Regions from separate parts of the Rattus norvegicus genome. Here region 1 is linked to region 2. Evidence: chromatin contacts called from public Hi-C data. All regions are on one chromosome and are shown on one strand. Each heading gives the region's core, a stretch centred on a gene start, on an enhancer-like site or on the middle of the called end of the contact. The rest is flanking DNA. Distances are from core to core; before and after follow the strand shown.

Region 1 (2,700 bases), core at 92-2,591, 45 kb after region 2:
TTCGTAACTGTGCAACCCGAGATGCTCGAGCTCTTCCCGGATGGCTCTTTCATTTCAGGTGCAAATAAAAATGGTGGCAGGGCCTCCGCCTCAATGTCTTTAAGTCCCCGAGAAAGAGAAAGTACTGAGATGCCTCATGGCTTCCATCTACTTTCTAATCCAAATTTCTGTCACCTTCTTCCCAGTCTCAGTTTTATCCTACACTCAGAAAAGTACTTTTTTTCTTCATCCCTCCAAAGCTACTGCTGTTGACAGATTTTGATGGATGGCCTGCAGTGATCAAGGGACAGAGCAACCCAGCCCAGACTGGATCAGAGCTTAAAATTAGTTGCTTTAGCTCTTTACCTTACTTCTTTCCAAGATGATTTGTGGGGTAACCGGAGCCATCCATCCTCACAGCCCAGCCAAAGGTCAAAGTGTTCACCATGCATATTTCATTTTGAAAATTACTATGGCATCACTGTGCAGAATGCCTTCAAGTTGGGAAGAGAGTAGACACAGAAAATGAGCATTTGATGACATGGCTGAGCCTTTTCCTGCCAGGTACCACACTGCCCATTCCCTCACTCTCTCACCACAGCCAGATCCAAGGCAGATCTTTTCTACCTTCCTTTTAGTCTCTCAGATAGCAAGTGACAGGTCCAGAATTCAAACTTGAAACTAGGAGACCCTAATGTTCCCAAAGTGCCCTGAATAGCCAGGTGACCATGCCAATGGTCCTCATAGAAGAAAACTCAGGAAAGACAAACAAGATGGGAAAAAGAAGCCTTTGCCCAGTGCAGCCCAGAGGGTGTCCTCCAGCTTGGGAATGCTCAGGTGTATCTGTGGTGAGAGGGGTGATATTTCAGAACACGCTGGAGTTTCAAATCTCCCAGAACATAGAGGTAAGAAGAATCAGGATGTCAAGGAGAGACTCCAATGAGCCAAGGAGGTGATGGTTTAGATTGTGAGGAGCCAAGGTCCTGAATGGGTGTGTGTCAACTTTTCAGCTCTACTGCTCAAAGCTATTTGAGTTTTACATAAACTCAGAGGACCCTCCCACCTAAGCGAGCTGGGCAACCTCCAGTCCCTTGGTTTTTATAACCCAAGAAGGGCAACATGCTCCTTTGACTCTCACCGAAAGCTTTCTGGAAAAGCTTTTATTCATCCCCCTTGCCCATGAGCAGGCACAGGGGCAGGTGTCTGGTTTTTGTTACAGGGTAGAAGAGCCGTTATGCCTTTGCTCCTGCGAAGGGAGAAGGGCTGTGTGCGAACTGAAATCACATCACATCTAAACAGAGTGCTGGGTGGCACTTTTCTTGCACAAAAGTTGTTAAGTTTGGCAATCTTCACTCTGTTCCAGTCAAACATTTTCTTAGCCATATTAGGTTATATGGACCTAAGCCAGCATCATGGCTGATGTATGAGTAGGACTTCTGATTTTTTTTTTAGAACTTTTTTCTTTTTTTCTTTTTTTAACTGGTTGAGAAGGAATGGAGACAAATGTGGCTCAGAGCAGATTTTGAAATGTGGCTGGCAATGAAAACTCTCTGATGTGAAGAGAGAATTAGGCATAGCAGCTGGGAGTGGTGTCCGATTTTTTTAGAATGAAAGGCCTGGAGAAATGTGGATATATTTGTTTCTTATGGAAAGGAGGGAACAGTGAAATAGAAGCTCAGCCAAACCTAGTACAGATAAAAGGAAACCAGACCGAGATCACATCCACTAAGTTTAAGATTGTCTAGATTTACCTAGTCTCCAGGGTTAGGAAACCGGTCTGTGAGCTCTACATTCAAGACATTCTGAGCAATCCTGGACCCAGCAGCCAATCTCATTATCTGTCAAACAGGGATGATACGCCATCTCTCTTGTTGGGTTCTTCTGAGAATCAAAGGAGATAATGCAGGATTTCAACAATTTTAATGAAAGCTTGTTGACATGCCTCCCATCCAAGCTACAAGTTGTAACAGCAGAGAAAATAGCTTTCAGGTTTCCCCCCAGCTGCCTATCAGTCTTTCCGCATTCTGCTCTGACAGCTAATAAATATTCATCCGTCTATACCATGTGTTGATGACTTAGCAAGTGCCAGGATCTTAATGAATAACTTGTTTGCAAATAGATGATCAATCCATGAGGTCCCCCCATTGTCTTCTTATCGGAAAGTCTTTTGAAATAATTGGACAGTGGCTGTTCGTTCATTCCATGCGCGAGCATTTGTTGAATGACTAGTATGATGTTACTCTATGGCCGACATTTCTAGAACGATGAAGAATCAATAACAAGTAATATAAACACACACCTTAAGAGCTCTTGGTCTCACGGGGGAAAAAGTCATATATACTTTTATGGTTTTCCTACAGGCTTGTGTGTCTGAGTAACTGGGAGGTGGCGGAGGTTTTGGAATGGAAGGCCTAGTGATTAGATATAGATCACTAGGGGCACCCTTGAGGAGTATTAGCCCAGCCATCATTCCATACCTCTGTTTCCTGATCTACTCAAAAGGTGAGAAGTGACAGTTGTGATCACCACCGGCTAAGGTTCCCCATGAGCCCTTCCCCGCCTGCTGAGATATGTCCCCCTCAAACCCCTCAATGCATCCTCCCTCTTTAACATTCTATGTTTGTCACAAGAATGAGAAAAGCAATAGCAAACATTGACGCCATTGTAATCTGTGATTGTCATGAAGACAGGTGATAAGCGGCCTGTGAGAGAGAACAATAC
Region 2 (2,700 bases), core at 6-2,505:
TTTCTCAGTCACACTGTATGTGTTGATTAAGCTTTTGGACTTGTAATTAGCCAGGGAAAATACTTAAAATTTTCTGGTCAGCGATGAGACAGTATCAGTAATGAAACATGGATTTTGTGCTAAGCTCCAGGCCTGACAAACAGTAAGTATTCCATTTTTTTTTCTAACAAAAGCTAAGTACCGACTGAATGAATTCCAAAAAATACAAGACCACAATTGGATGCATGTGTGGGCCAGTGACCTGCATTGTAACTCAGCGTCTTTTGGTGCTCACTCTCCCCCTAGCGCAGGCTTTCTAGAATTTTCTAGAATTGTCACCTGTAAGGGCAAATGTGTCTGTCTACACCTGACCCAAAGCAGATATGGGGTCTCTCCATGTCCCTCTCCACACACTCGATTTTAGCTATTTCTGGTACAATCTCCCCATTGCCAAGACAGAGAAGAGAAAGGAGGACGGGTGTTGGTGGGGAACATCAATAAAGCTCTCTAAAGTTAAGGAGCTGATATGCTAGCTTCCGGCTTCCCCTTTCTTTTCTGGCCAACACTATCTGCTAAAAAAAAAAAAAAAGACGGATACATTTTATTTATAATTTTTGTCAGTTGTTTGGGTAACATACATAGACATATTCTAGGTTAGAACTTAACCTGCGCAACAGACCTGCTTCTTATCCACTTCAGGTTTTTAAACGTGTGCAAATGATTTACATTTATTTTGTAATGAAACTGCTTTGAAAAGAAATACACTATTAAGGCTTCTTCAACTAAAATGTCTCCCTCTCACCCCCATCCTCACTTCCATAAGCATGTCTAACTGTCCACTTACTGTTTCGTGGTGAACTGTACTTTCTTTTTAAAGCTCTATTTGTGTTCTACAAGACAGCCTCTTTCTCCAAGATTAACGTTTCTTATGATTGTTCCTGACAATGGATCCGCTTCCAGGAGGCCCTGCTTAGGATAACCAAAAAAGGGCATGGAGCCGGCTGGTTTTGGCAGCCTGCTCGAAGTTTCAAGCTTTTTAGGACTTGGTTTTTCTGATGAGTGATATCCTGAGCATGCCTAGGGAATGACAGGCATCTGCACGGGCAGACAGCATCACCTTGGCGAGGGTGTCGTCATTGGCTGCCTATTAGAAAAACTACAGGACAATGCATACCACCGCCTGCTGACTGTAAACATAGGGGGTATGTGTTCACTTAGCATGGACTTCTGGGAGGGGCCAAGGAAGGGCGGTCTGCAGTTTTATTGAATAGAGAGCAGTGTGCGTTAGGCTGCCTGCCTGCCTGCCTGCTTGCTCTCTTGCTGGGTTGCTTAAAGGAATCCTTGCTTTCAAACAGCGGGACGTCCTTCTCCTCGGGAAGAAGCTGCAGCCCCAGAGGTAAGACACAACCTTTCTTTCTCCGCCTTCAGGGAAGCTGGAGCTGCTCGACAGGTTTCCGGCAACATTCCTGGCTAAGGTTGCTGGATGTGCAAAAATCTTTCGAGGCAGGCAACGGACCGTGTAAATTCCCAAAGCCAGCCTGGACTTCCCGACCTGTTCCCAGAAGGTCAACGTGATGAGACTTCAAGCTTTGTTTCTAGAGTTGGTGCACAAGGAAGGAGCCCATAGTGACAGGGTCAGGGAGGACGGGCGCCTTTGCCTGGGATGCGCTTTTGTTTCTAAGGGGGATGTGGACTGTACCTGGTATCCTGAGGCCAGCGTCAGTGCGTGGGCTCTTGCTGATCTGTCCCTTTAGCGGTTTCTTTCCCATCTTCTGTCAGCAGACATTTAAATAGGATTCAGATTTTAATAATAATAAAAAAAGCAACAGCAATAGCTTTTACGTTAAGACAAAGAATGTTTTGTTGTGTTTTTTTTTTTTTGTTTTTTTTTTTTGTTTTTTTTGCTTTAAGCTAATTTTAACCTAAGTAATGGGTTCCTTTTACTCTGCCACCAGGATTTTAGAAGTGGGTTTTCAGAGATGTAAAGAAATAAGGTCAGAGTTCCAACACTAGCACCAACTCAGCTAATGCCAGTCATCTGCTATTTGCTGAGACAGAAGGGTGCCTACCGCGTCTGTTTTCTATAAAGCTGAGTAGCAAGAGAATGTGTGCGTGAGTGGGTGTGTATGTAGAAATCGTGGTTAACTGCCTAGCAAAAATATTTCTTGAGAAATCTTCATTTCTTTTGGAAAGTGTGCCCATGGGAGTCTGAAGAGATAGGAGCCGAAGGAATGTTCTGGAAAGGAAGGAAAGGAACTTTTCTTTCCACAGACAGACCTATTTGGGCATCTCAAACAGTAGTGCAAGTTGGTAGTAGTCGGTAATGCCTTTTAGAAAGAGCTGATTGTAAAGGGCGGGGGAGTTGCAGTGCTGTGGCAATACATGGTCAGAAAAGTAGAACACAAAGTGTTTGGTATTCCCGGATCCCTGCTGGTAACGAGGCTCTGTCCACGGAGCTGTAAACGGAAGCAGCACAGTCCCTTAGCGTTAGGCAAAAACCAGACATGCGTGGCCAGAACTTACTGAAGACAAGGTGCCCTGCAGAAGTCTGATCATTTCAAAAGTAAAGCTCATAGTAAGGTCTAGTGTTTGCAGAGGGCTGCTCCCGTTCCTGTTTGTCCTAGACTATGATGCCTTGCACTTGGAACTTGCTAAGCAAGCCTTGTGTTTAGAAGTATGGGGATAATTTCTTGAGAAGTGACACATGAGAACAGACTGCCC

Evidence for each region. Hi-C and Micro-C count contacts between places; a contact is called where the count stands out from the background.
Region 1: a contact with region 2 is called in a Hi-C map of frontal cortex, with 1.5 times the contacts expected there. The contact joins the enhancer-like site here to the promoter of Cald1 in region 2. A contact is called at or near these places in 3 of 12 Hi-C or Micro-C datasets (the A7r5 cell line, Schwann cells and frontal cortex).

Annotation. Positions count from the first base shown.
Region 1 is chr4:64,276,735-64,279,434 of GRCr8, forward strand. The region is part of intron 1 of Cald1 (caldesmon 1); the gene reads left to right. Among named protein-coding and RNA genes, the nearest start is that of Cald1, 45 kb to the left of the region's middle. Within about 2 kb of position 1,342, at least 9 of the 93 cell types and tissues checked have an H3K27ac peak or open chromatin away from gene starts, as enhancers often do.
Region 2 is chr4:64,232,001-64,234,700 of GRCr8, forward strand. Cald1 (caldesmon 1) reads left to right here and starts at 1,256. Exons shown (of 13, transcript NM_001398578.1): 1 at 1,256-1,375.